Regions from separate parts of the Mus musculus genome. Here region 2 is linked to region 1. A link is a contact called in public promoter capture Hi-C data. All regions are on one chromosome and are shown on one strand. Each heading gives the region's core, a stretch centred on a gene start, on an enhancer-like site or on the middle of the called end of the contact. The rest is flanking DNA. Distances are from core to core; before and after follow the strand shown. Region 1 overlaps Calm1 (calmodulin 1). Region 2 holds the start of Gpr68 (G protein-coupled receptor 68).

Evidence for each region. Promoter capture Hi-C pulls out the DNA fragments that hold promoters and counts their contacts.
Region 2: a contact with region 1 is called in a promoter capture Hi-C map of neural stem cells. The contact joins the promoter of Gpr68 here to the enhancer-like site in region 1. A contact is called at or near these places in 2 of 39 promoter capture datasets (cranial neural crest and neural stem cells), 2 of 115 datasets of contacts at active chromatin or transcription factors (effector CD8 T cells and large pre-B cells) and 1 of 9 other capture datasets (embryonic stem cells).

What each region holds. Positions count from the first base shown.
Region 1 is chr12:100,208,597-100,215,343 of GRCm38.p6, forward strand. Calm1 (calmodulin 1) reads left to right here. Exons shown (of 6, transcript NM_009790.5): 6 at 1-1,228. Among named protein-coding and RNA genes, the nearest start is that of Calm1, 13 kb to the left of the region's middle. Within about 2 kb of position 2,540, at least 129 of the 459 cell types and tissues checked have an H3K27ac peak or open chromatin away from gene starts, as enhancers often do. A contact at or near this core is called in neural stem cells, where this site is marked.
Region 2 is chr12:100,895,250-100,901,996 of GRCm38.p6, forward strand. Gpr68 (G protein-coupled receptor 68) reads right to left here and starts at 4,131. Exons shown (of 3, transcript NM_001177674.2): 1 at 3,994-4,131. It overlaps Gm36572 (a long non-coding RNA gene), which reads left to right. Exons shown (of 5, transcript XR_381840.4): 1 at 1-302; 2 at 1,359-2,097; 3 at 3,172-4,468.

The sequences.
Region 1 (6,747 bases), core at 1,290-3,789:
AAGCTTACCTCCAAAACAGGATTCTTGTGTAACTAGGAATCCTGCATGAGAACCAGAAACCCTAACCTCCGAGGAATGTGAAGCTGGGGTTTGGAACTGTAGGAGGCAGAGTCGTCCCCCCCCCCCCCACTTCAGCCTTCTGGCATCCTGGGGCACAGGCAGCCCAGGGCTTGGTGTTGGCAGTTTGAGTTCGTGAGATAGAAAGAGTGGGGTGTCAAGGCAGTACCCCTGAGGTCAGATAACACTTTCCTGTAAACTGTCCCTCACTTATAACTACTCTATAAATATATACATATATTTATATAAATATATATATATAAAGTGACTAGTTAACTGGCATCCTGCTTTAGCCTGAGACTTGCCCTAAGAAACTGCTGAGCCCTTGGCACACCTCTACATAGTGTGTTTTCTGTCTGTTGGGGGGAGCTGTTGAACAAGGCAAACATCTTGATAGTTCAGATGGGCTTTAATGTACTGTTGCCAGGGAAGGCTTTTTCTGATTTTTTGACAAATTTTTGCACACTTTAATTGGTGTCTTTGAGCAACTTAAACACATTGAAGATGAGCTATTGTACATATTTTTATATTCTCTTTATAAGTGCATGTCCAACTTGTAACTATATTGTAAGGAATGGCTGCCCGGTAGGCCTAGTGTTATGTCACACAAGAGGAATAGCATCTATCATTCGCCCCTCAGCATCCTGGGAACTTCTTCTTGAATGAAGACTGTAAATTTGGTCAAGTCAACTCTTAGTTCAGTTATCTTAATCATTTGAATGATTTATTGTGTGTCCTATGTGTATTTCTCTTTGGCAGCGACCAGAGTTACACTGATGTGTCCCAACTGACCCACTCAGCTGGCGGTCACCTACTTAATTTTTTTCAATACCCCTTGAAGTTGTCCGGTAGAAGTCAGATTATTTGCCATCTATCCCTTTGAGTAAGAAATCAGGGATGTGTGCTCCTCCCCTATATCGACGATGTTCATTAAAACACCTATAGCAAGGATGGTGGTGGTCCTTCTGTTACCGAAGTCACCCTTCACTGTGGCTGTTTGACAAAGAGTTGTACTTGGACGTTGTGTAAATCTTGAGATAAACTGTTTTGGAGATTTAACCACCTCTCTGACGGGGGACCAACTCTATGGAAATTGTAAATAAGTTTTATTTATAAACCTGGCACTGTATTCAATAAACATTTCTGCAGCCTTTCATCTCTTAACTGTGAACTGTGTAGGTTTTTAGCTCTTATAGCTTCCAGTTCCCTTTGCGGTATACGAGACAAACCTTCCTGCCCTCAAGTAGAATCCCCAGGACCTATCTATCTAGCAGGTGAGAGTGTGGAGCTGGAGATAGCAGGGGCAACAGAGGGCCTATGTAGTCTATTCTAGCATTAAGTAGTTTGGAGGTTACCCAATCTCCAATACCACCTTGACTTTGAGAAATGTATTTTTAAGCTGGCTGTGGTAAAGCAGAGACAAATGGATCTCTTGAGTTTAAGGCCAGCTGGTCTTACTGGAGTTCCAAGTCAGCTAAGGCTGCATATGGAAACTCAGAACAAACAAACATAAAAAGAAACTAAAGAAATGGACATTTCAGGTGGCAGGATGGAGGTGTAGTTCAGTTGGTAGAGTTCTTGTTCACCATACACGAAGCCTAGGTGTTACACTTGGCACCGGACATCCTAAGCTGGATGTGATGACGCACGTGTGTAAGCTCGACACTCTGAACGTTGGAGAGGTAGAGGTAGGAGGACTAGAAATTCAAGAACATCTGCAGCGACACAGTTCCTGTACTTACTGTACCTTCAGAGAGATTTTATCCAAACCCCCTCTTCCCCTTGTTAACTTTCCTATTCTTGCAGAATGCAGGGAGGACTAGAAGGGGGAGGGGTGTTGGGGATCAGAATGAGCCCCTACTTGGCTAGAAGAAAGCTGTATCCTTAGAGGCCCTCTCGTGCACACAAACTACAGCAGAGGTCCACCTGGGATTTTAGGGCTGTGCTCAGATTTGTCCCTGGGTAGCGTCGGGCAGGTTCCCTACCGTCTTGGCCTGAAAATAAGATTAGACCAGAACCCGTGTCTGTGGCTTTCAGGGATTCTGCCCAAAGCTGGTTTGGCATCATTGCTTGGTGTCTAAATCAATCGAAATTGAAGCCTAAAGAATAAGAAGTCCCATAGGAATTGCTGTGTCCTTTGAAATGACAATGGGACTTCAGCATTCTCAGTAGCTCCATCTGGGTGGGTAGAATGGAGGGTAAGCTTACCGTTAGGACTATGAAAGGTTGGGAAAGTGGAGAAGAGACTTCCATTCTCCCAGAACAGAACCGGGGCCACCACTGAGCCTGTAAGAGGCTGGGTCCAACTGACCCTGCATTTGGTTTGTCAGTGGCTCTAGCAGGGAAACAACAAAAAACCCAAGCACATACACATGACCGATCTGAAGAGAACTGTCTTGGGCACCCAGTGACTCAGGATGTCTTAGAAGGGGAGAAAGCAAAGCTTTTTATAGTTGCTGCTTTCCTTTGACTGCCCTCCACTCACTGCCTGGCAGAGTGGGGAGAGCCAGCTCATGCGGCAGAGCCACACCCCAAAACTGAACTGCATAGTTCCGAGGCTGGTTTGGCCAGTTTCCCAATCTTGACAGTCTGAACTTGGGGCTGCGGGTGGGAGGAGGCCAGTCCCCCTCATAAGCATGGCTCGCTGTATGTGTCAGCAGCCTTTGGGCTGAGTGTGAATTGACTCTTTCCCAGAGTATCTCAGCATCTTAACATTTTATCACCAGGCTTACAAGGACCAAAGAGAAAACCTCGTCTCCTTTGATGACCCTTAACAGTTTTATTTATATCTGTGTGTTTGTATATGCACGTGCACATGCATATGCATGATTTTGTGTGTGTGTGTGTGTGTGTGTGTGTGTGTGTGTGTGTGTGTAGATGCACATGCATACAGTGCATACAAGTAGAGATCAGAGGACAATCTATGGGGTTGGTTTTCTCTTTCTCTGTGTGAGCTCCAGGTTTGGAAACTTTGCCAAGCTTCCCCAGCAAGTACCTTTATCAGTTTAGCCATCTCACAGCCCCTCCCCCTGCCCCCATGAGTTCTCAAGGATTTTATTAGAATGTAATCTGTCTGGGTTTTGTAGAAACATGCAGAGTTTGACTTTAAACTAATATTCTTTCCCTTTATAAGTTTTAGTATACTCATTAAACTGCAATATTTCTCTGTAGTTACTCATTTAGTAATAAGTCAGATTGATTATTATTATTATTAAAAGGAATTGGGGGAAATATATAGCATGGTGGAACACATGCTTGACTTGTATGAGGAGGCCCTGTAAAGGATCCACACTGTATTGTGACACGGTGGCACGTGTCAGCAATGGCCGCACACAGAAGGCAGAGGCAGGAAGCTCAGGAGTTGCAAGCCACACATATAGTTTGAGGACAGCCTGGGCTACAGTGGAACCTGTTGGAACACAAAACAATGACCAGTGCGACTGCAGGAGAAATACCTGTTAAGAACACACATTGCTCTTGCCAAGGACCTGAGTTTGGTTCTCAACACCCACATCAGCACAGCTGTGGGGACCCAGTGTGTCTGCACATGGATGCACATACCCACTGAAAGGAAAAGTCTCTGCTCAGGATGCCCAAGACCAAGTTCTCAGCTCAAAGGAGATGTATTTGCCCCAGAGAGGCAAAGGGTAGGGAATAAGAGACAAGGACAGGAGATAGAAGAAATCAAGGAAGAAGGGGAAGGAAACAAGGGAGAGAGGCAGGGAACAGACAAAGAACTGCCTTTGGGTAGAGAGGAGATTACCATGGCACAGGGCAAGTGGCGGTTACTAAAGGAGAAGGGGGAAACCTGCGTTAGGATGAGGTGTTTAATTTTATCTGGGCATGTTAATTAGGTGAGCCAAAGGGTGGGGGTTGATTGCTGAACCTTGGCAGTCAGCCTCAGAAGGAGGAAGTGGCCAAATAAGGAATAGAGCTTGGGGGCCAGCTGCAGGAATAGATAAGCCAACAGGCTTTTATCCAGGTAGAGGGAACTGGGGAGGAGGGCAAGGCCTGCCAGAGCCCTGTCATGTGCTCCAGTGTCCCTTCACACACCCCCATGTACACATAATGAAAAATAAAATACAGTGGCGGGTGTACTCAGGAGGCACAGGCAGGCAGATTTCTGTGAGTTCAAGGCCAGCCTGTTCTACAGCATGAGTTCCAGGACAACGGGGGCTAAACAGCGAAACCCTGTCTTGAAAAATCAAAAAGAAAAAAAAAATCTTGAAGTGAACCAAGAACATTATAAAAGGTACTGTTAGAGAGATGACTTATTCCAAGTATGAGGGCCTGAGTTGAGTTTGGATTTCTGACACCCATGTATAAAGCCGGGCACAGCAATGCAATAATCACAGCCAAGAAAGGCAGAGACAGGTAGATTCCTAGAGTTGCTGGCCAACGAGCTTAGTCCAGTCAGTAACCTCAAGGGACCTCCATGGTCTGTGAAGGACCCTACACACACACACACACACACACACACACACACACACACACACACACGAAGGAGCCTGGTGAAGTGGCTCTGGTAAAGGACTCTGCCATGTAGAACCAGGCAACCTGAGTTTGGCTTCTGGAAATCACGGCAGAGAGATTTGACCTCTGGAGGTTGTCCTCTGACTTTTAGATGTGAGCCATGACACATCCATTCACACAAATGACATTGTAGCTAAAGGTACTTATTAAGTCAAATCTCCTGCCAACACAAATGTCCGTATCTGATGGTGTTCAAACTTTTTGGATTGTTTCCAATGACAAGGAACTTAACCCTAGGTTATCCTTCCTTATTTTCTAAAAGCATTCTTCTGAGTCCAGAAGAAATTCTCTTGTGTAAAACCTGTAACATCAGCTAGATATGATAGTACACTCTGATAATCACAGCTGTTGGGAGGTAGAAACAGAGACTTAGGAGTACAAGGCTATCCCTGGCTTCATATCAAGTTTGAGGCCAGCTCAGGCTACAATAGACCTTACCTTCCAACTATGTCAAATCACCCACTACCTTATAAACAGTCATGATTACTTTGTCTTTCCTTCCAGAATCTTTTTTGGCCATATAGATTCAGAGATACAGTTTACATATTGGGGGATGCCTTAGTTTCTTTCCTTGCTGCTATGATAAAATACCTTGACAGAAGCAACTTAAGGGAGAAAGGATTTATTTTGGCTCACAGTTTAAGGGTGCAGTCCTTCATGGTGAGGGAACCAAGGGATTAGGAACTTGAAACATAGGGCATTCACAGTCAGAAACAGAGAGCTGTGAGTGTATGCTATGGCTCAATGCCCCTTCTCTATCTACACAGTCCAAAGTCCCAGCCTAGGGTTTGGTGCCACCCATAGTGGCCTTTCAACTTAACATAAGCCAATTCCCAACAGGAATGCCCAGACATCCATTTCCCATGTGCTTCTAGATCCTATCAAGTTAACAACACCATGGCCATCAAAAAATCTTCATGCAGTTTTAAAAAAGAATTAAGTATTTAGTATTACAATTACATATATATATGCAGACAAACAGGTCTGTATTTGTGGCCTGCTTTCTCCACAGATATAAACTTTGGCCAGTGCCGTTTCTGTGCTCTAGTGTGTCCATCTGAGAAGTGGGAACACATTTTCCTCTCAAGGTGGCCACGAGAGTAAACGAGATGGTAGAATTTTCTGGCACAACAGCTCGCCCGTGGAAGATGTGTGAAAATCCTCTCATCCACACACTGTGAGTGAATCACCATAGAAAGAACGAGGCAGTTCGACAGCTGCTCTGGTTTAATCTGGTTTCTTGGGGTATAATAGCGAAAGTGTCCAGAGTTTAGTATTCTGGTACATACCCTGCCAAGCTTATGGAGAGAGTTGCTGAGCCTCCGGCACTAGGGGAGACCTGGGAACATCCGGCTCATTTTCTCAGTGGGTCCATCTGTAATATCTGCAGCATTTGGGGCATGTGAGGGTTTGGTACTATCAGAGGATGACAGAGTCACCTAAACCTAGAAGAGGCTGGGGTTTAGGCTTCTCCTTCCTCTGGAACATTCGCTCAGATGTCCCACCCCTGGGCAGAGACCAGCCTCTTTCTGCTCATTCTCTTTGGTAACTCCTGTGGTTCTATCAGACATTGACTAATTCTTGAGAGATGCTCATAGCTCCAAGCCTGAAGTGATGATTCTCTAGTGTGACTGGATGAATCCCAAACTTCTCTAGCACCATGGGAAGTGAAGCCATCTGCTCGAGTCTCACTGCCTGTCTTCTCTGCTAAAGTCTTGAAACTTCAGCTTTAAAAAAAAAAAAAAATCACCTGATTCCCTTCAATAGTCAAGCTTTTCGGATTCCAACTCAAGGTCAAACTCCTTGTGGGAAGCCCAGAAGTAGGCAGTGAGCCAAGAGTTGGCTAAATCATAGAGAGCTGCGATGCTTTGCAGGGAGGAGAAACTTGGTCTGGGCACAGCTGTTCAAACAAGGTAAATACTTTAACTCAGCTTGCCAAACACTTCTGGGGTTTTGCAGTCAGCCTAGCACCTGCAACCATGTGAGAATTCATCATGTACTTCCTTATCTGTTTCTTTTCTAGTGGAAGATCTATCTAATTAAAGGGAAGAGAGTCAGTGTGGTAGCTTGGGTGAGACCCCGCCCCCATAGGCTCATATGTCTGATAGAACTATTTGGGAAGGATCAGGGGGTATGGCCTTGTTGGAAGAGGTGCAT
Region 2 (6,747 bases), core at 2,881-5,380, 690 kb after region 1:
GTGCATGGTGACTTCTGGATGCCCACACCCTTCTTCATTATCTCAACCCACTGACCTCTGACTTATATTCTCAGCCTCCCACTTCACCTGTTACACAGCTAGCTCTGTGATAGAGGACCTGGGTCCATTTTGCCCTCTACTAAGAAAAATGTACACTAGCTACTTCAAGTGTTAGAGCGAATGAGCGACTCAACACTCATATCTTCTGCAGCCTGTTTGAAGTCTGGTGTGGCTGAAACTGAAGCCAGAAGTTGACAAACTCAGGGAGACAGACAGGCTGTGGATGAGAGAACAGGAAGAGGGTGAGTTTTTTGGCTTTTTGTTTTGTTTTTTTCTAAAGGTGTTGGGTAGTTGGCTCTGGGTGAACATGCATCACAATGGAAACCTATAGCCCAGCCAGAGACATCAAGCCAGGAGGCTTTGTGGTCTGAGGGGGTGGAAGCTGTCTGAGCATCCTTTTTGCTTCAGGCCAGAGTAACCCCAGGCCTTTAGGTTGCCATGGCAACCCAAGTCGGCTGCACTCTCCCTTACACTTCCTGCCTACCCACTCTGAGAGCTCTATCTCGTCAATTAGTGATCCAATAATGTATGACAACAGTCATCCAAGCACACACAGAAACCTCCTGAAAGCAAACAGACTTCTGGGTGCTGCATAGATGCTCACTACATTTGACCTAGGGCAGGCCTCCTGCTAAATTCTCTTTTCCCAAATCCAAATTACTCTTTCTTTAGCTTCTTCCTCTTGGTTTTGAAGTCATGAGGTTGCCAGAGGTGGGGGCTAATGCCTTAGAGATATCCTGAGAAATGGATGCTGGGAGAACTATCACCTAGGATGCTTTCTCCCTTATCTCTGACTGGGGACCAGAGATGCTCAATCTAATAACGTCTTTGGCATGGAAAAGCACATCACTGCTGGTCCTCACCCTTCATCTTTGCCCAGGATGAACTAACGCATGGCATTCAAAGGGAAGGAAAGGGGGGGGGGGGGTGCTGGAAATTTGATTCGGTTGGTAGAAAGCATGCCTAGCGCATGCAAAGCCCTGGGTTCAGTACTTAGCACTTCATAAAACCAGGCATGGTGTCATGTACCCGTAATCCCAGTGCTGGGAAGATAAGACAAGAGGAGCAGAAGCCCGAGGTTATCCTCAATCACACAGCTAGTTTGAGGCTAGCCTGGGCTACATTAGACTGTGAAAAGGCAGAGGGGAGGGGGTAGGGAAGAAGTAGGAAATGGGAAGGGAAGGGGAGAAGGAAGAAAAGGGAAGGGAAGGAAAAGGAAAGGAAGGGGAGAGGAGGGGAGACATCCACATTGTGATGATTCTAAGATGTCTGCAATCTATCCCATATTTGTCTTGCAGGGAGTAGAAGGCCCTCCTCCCAGGTCCTGGTGGGCTCTGTGATAGCCTGACCAGTAGAATTAAGTGGAAACAGTATTGTTCCAGCTTCCGAGTGCAGCCTGAAGGAATGGACAGCTCCCACTCCTTATCTCTGCAGAGAGTTGCTGTTGCAATTTAGGTGCTAAACTGGAGGGCACTCGCCAACCAAGACAAGAAGTTACAGCCCCGGGTGAACTTCCAATTGACAGCTGGGACAAGACTCCTGCTATATAAGTGTGTGATCCAATGACAGATGGGCCATCTGTCTGATTCACAAGCAGAGAGCACCCATGGCTCTAAACTAAGCCCTTCCTAACAGTCTTTTTGAGCAACATAAACAAGTGTTCTGAGCCTTATTTGTTGTTGGTTGTTTGTTTGCTTGCTTGTCTTGTTTATTTAGAGACATATAATACTTTCTATCAGTTCTTTGAGAATTTAACACAAGTTACTCTGATCACATTCACCTCCATTTTCCCCTTCCCCAACTCCTTCCAGATCCATCTCCACCTACCTATCTCTCCTCCAGGTTCCTGCCCTCATTTCTCTGTGCCCTATTGAATGCAATTTGTGCTGTCTTATTGAAGCTGCCCTTTACTCCTGTGTCTTCCAGCATTAGCTGCAGGGACTACTATACTGTCAACTGATGAAGGATTTGAATTCAACCTTCTTCAATCTTGCTATCCCCTATCAACAGTTATTCTGATTCTTCGGCCACCCAGAGGTATACATTTTAACTCTTCCGGGATTTGGATTTATTCCACACGTTGTTGCTTACTCCCCAGGGAAAAAAAGGAGCCATTCAGATCTATAGGAATAGTATGAGCCCCACTTCTATGTGTGGATCAGAGTTGACCTATCACGCATGGGTCACCCCCTTAAAGAAGACTGAGTCTTCCTCCCACAGAAGCCATCAACTGCTCCTAGCTGGAGCTCACACATTTAAAGTGGTTTGCTCTGCCACAGTGGCTAGTGGGAACATTAGTATTCTTATCTCCCAAAACACTTTAGGGTCTACCATGTACTGGACTCATTTGCAGGGTTATTTAATTTTATTTATTTTTATTCACTCTATCAAGTAAGTATTGTCATCTCTATTTCCCTGCAATATATGAAGGTTCAGAGAGGGAAAGTACATTGGCTGGGGTCCACCAGCTGAAACAGGAATTTGGATGCTAAGCCCCTGGAGATCTCAGCTTAACAGTCCTTCTGACTCTAGTCCCTGTCCGATAAATCTCTTCCTTTTGTGTGCCTTTCAACAAGAAGCTGCAGCAGAGAGAGGGTGGGGAGGGGAATTCTCAGAGTTGGCATCTATGTGGAGGTGCAAGCTTTGCCTGTGTGTGGTCTCATCGCTACACTAGAGAGTGAGCTCTAGAGGCAAGTCTCTTTTCTTAGAAGGGTCAACTGAAGTTTGAAAGGAGGGCATTCGGACCAGCAATGCACATGGCGTGCATGTAGCCCCCTGGGGAGTAGAAAGGAGAGAAAGGGTGAAGAAACAAATTTAAAAAAAAAAAGAGGAAGAGGAGCCCCAAACTCTAATGAACAGAAGTGGCTTTAAATGAGCCATGAAGTTCTGGAACTGGCCAGGGAACTGAAAGAGGTCCCTATACAGCCGGCCCAGCCCACTGAGCTCAGGAAATTCCCCTCTCCCTCTGGGTTGAGAGGTGGAGATGCAGGCAGGGGGCCAAAAGAATGAAGCAGGTCGTAGCCTTGACTATATGATTTGTGTCAGATGGGAGGGCAAGCGACTGCCACATGCCACCTCATTAAACTCTAGGGTTGATTCATCTACCCACAGGTATCCTTCCCAACCCCCTCACAGCAAGACATGCCCAAGGCCTCTGGCACATTGGCACCAAACCAGTGCTGAACCCCAGAAGGCTTGCTGCCTTAGCGCCTGTCACGCTTTCGTCCACCTGTTCCTTCATCCAGACCTGGGACACAGCTTTTTCTCCCGGACATTTGATTCCCAGAGGGGATTTAAGCGTTCAGACCAGCAAGTGTTATTATTGCTCCTGCTGACTGGCAGTGGGCCAGCTCCACCCAACCTCCCCTCCCCGCCCTACCCCCCAGAGCAGAAGGTAAGGACATGAGAATTGTTTGGGTCTCAGCGTTTGAGCTCTGAGCCTGTTGGAAGAAGGGCCACGAAGACTCGAGTGTGAATAGAAAAGGACCCCAATGCAATCTTTAGATCACCAGAACTGGGTAAATGAAGGGTTAGAGGTCTCATACTTTTTTTTGAGGGTGAAGAAATTACCAGGTGGCCACGGAGCCAGCCGCGGGGGCGGCTGCTAAACCCAGTGGCGACCACATAAAGAGACACTGGACCCAGGAGAGGGACCCGGGGCGCTGGCGCTCCAGGGCAGACATTCCCTGCTGACTTCGGTCACAGTCAATTCTGCGGGTTCACCGCACGCATACGGTGGTGTTTGGGGGTGTGCCCGCCTCTTGTGCCGCCGCTCCCGCATCCTTTGCTGGCCGGCCCGGAGCGCAAGCACACCCGACCCTGCGCTCCGGAGCAGGACTCAGAACCCAGCAGACCTCGCTTCTCCCGACCCTGGTAAGCCAGCGACCAGTAACCATGGCAAAAGGAAGGAGCCTGGCTCGCGGGAACACATACCTGTGCAGCGACAGTCTGGGACGCGGGCCTGATGTCCTCTGGTGCAGTGCGTGCGCCTCCTGGAAAGGCTGGGGACTCCTGCAAGGCACGCAGGTCCCTTTCTCCTAGCCACTCTGGGCCACGTTGTGCGAGATTCCTCCCGCTCCCAACCCTAGTCAGGCACAGCCAGACCTGTCGGTCCACGCCCTGCAGCTCACACTGACCGCAAGCCACAGATGAGGCGCCTGCTAGAAGGGCCGAGGTGGCCTGAGCGCTCGCCGGTCCCGGAGGTGCAGCACCCCCATCCCCCTCCCTGCTAGCATCCTGACCTAGAGACTGGCTCTGCGGAAGAAGCCAAGCTGCTGAAGCACTAGGGGACTTCTTCAGCCACAGGCGCTCCCAGGGACGCTGAAACCCAACGTGGGAAGCTGGGAGGAAGGTAGAGAGCCTTTCTGCGTTCATCTTCGGTCTCTAACGTATCCACTCATTAAATGAGGTGGGTGTCACAGTTCTGGGCCTTTCTCTACCTGCTGGAAGCTTGGGGCTTAGCCTCTGGATCCCAGACCCTGTCCCAGAGCCAGCGGGTATAGTCAAGGACATAATGAATGACCTTCTCTGGTTTTATGGAAACATCAAGGAAAACTTACTGTCCTCTGCCCTACATACTGCCCTAAACACTAATAGCAAATAGTCACAGTTTGCCTTGTTATACGCACCTAAACGTGTTGATTTGATTAACTCTACGAGGCAAGTGCTACTATTTTTCCCATTTATAATGGAGAGAAATTGAGGCACGAGAGGACAAATAGCTTGCCCGAGGCCACCCACTTACTTAATGAAGCCTTTGAGATTCAAATCTACATCCCACCCTATGCCACCTTGTATCTAGGTCTCTCACAAGTGCATACCTGGGCTCCTGTGGGTCTTACCCCCACCCCCACCCCCCGCCCCCCACCCCCCACCCCCAAGACCCTTTGCCTCTGCCTCTCATTTTCTGAACTTTCCCAGTTTGGGCTGGTGACTTCACTGATACACTTCCCAGAGGTCTTCACACTGCCTGGTAGGATTGCTGGCATGCAGTTGCCTGTCTGCGAGACCCATGCTTGAATCTATGAAATAAATGTCTGAACCGGTTGGTGGGGGGTCTGCAAAGCTCAAGTCTGAGACAGGGAGACAGGGTAGAGATGGAGTGCAAACCGAGGTGTAGACTAGAGAGGGACAGAGTAGATCTATGTCAGTGGCTGCCAAGCCCTTTGGGTAGCTCAGGGTGCTAGGATGTAGTCTTTAGGTCAGTAGTTCTCAACCTTCCTAATGCTGTGACCTACCCCCCAATCATAAAATTATTTTCATTGATACTTCATGACTGTAATTTTGCGACTGTACGAATCATAATGTAAATATCTGTGTTTTCCCCAATGGTCTGAGATGACCCCTGTGAAAAGGTCACTCAATCCTATAGGGGTGGAGACACACAGGCTGAGAACTACTGCTCTAGGTGGGACTTTTCACAGAAGGCAGAAGGTACAAGAGCAGCCAAAATAGCGGGGGTGGGGTGGGGGGTGTTTCTCTTCTGGTGCTGACAGAGACTGGCTCAGCCTGCTCTCTGGTTCCCATTGTGAAGTCCCTCCTTTTTGAAAAATGTTCACAAATGGAATTTTCCAGAATAAACTATCTGTGCCTGAAAATGTTCATCGTTGTTTTTTTTTTTTCCTAATTTGTATTCGTATGTGTGAGTGTAGTGAACGTTGTAAATCTTGTGTGTGGTGTGCATACATGCATGTACTTCTGTGTGTGGAGGGCACCCCGCCTGGTTTTTTGAGACAAGGTCTTTCCCTGAGTTCAAAGCTCACCACCTTCTAGACTGGTTGGCTAGAGAGCCCCAGGGATTACCTACATGTCTGTCACCTCCCCACCCACACACACACACCACTTCACCTCCACCTCCCCACACCACCCCCCCTCCCCGATTCCTCCACCCCTGCCTTTCTTTTTGTTTAAATTGTCATTCTGAATATAGCTAAGAGTTCGGGTTAGAAAGCCAGAGCACCTGGCTTTAAATTCCAGCCCTTCATACTGACAGGGTGACCTTCGCTCAGTCTTTTACCATTTTGTGAGCCTTTCCCTGCCTGAAGATGGGGACACTACCTAAGAGAGGGTCGGTCATGTCACATGAGTTAAACCAAGGGTCGCCTTCTCAGCTCAAGACTCTGCACACAGCAATGAACATTTAATCCATGCCAATTGATATTGCTATTCAACATTCCAGATACCCCTTTCTTCTCTTGGTTTCTAAAACAGGGTCTCCTGAGAAGTCCGAGCTAGACAGGAGTGTATATGATCATCCTGCCTCTGCCCCCCCGCCCCCCCCAGTGCTGATTAAAGGCGTGTGCCGCCACCGCATGGCTTCCTGCTATGTTTTTTGGTGTTTCCTGTATCCTTAGAGCTTACACCTGAGTTTTATTGCAATGAGTCTCATTCTCTCCATCTCATAGACTGAAAAACAGAGGTGCTGCAAACTTCCTAAGTGCATGCCCAGCTGGATGCTATGGGAGCTCAGAATCCTAAAACTGTTTCATTCAATAATGTTTCACCTCTGTCCCTCCCTCCAGGAAAGAACACTGTTTTAAAGCCCACTGTCAGCTGGCTATCTGTGCTTCCGACTCTCTGGAGTTCAGCCATGATGTGGCAATAGTTTGCTATAAAGTGAACCCCACATTGCTCTCATGCCTCACAGCTCCTATGGTGCTATGAATAACCTACATAAACTCTGGTTGA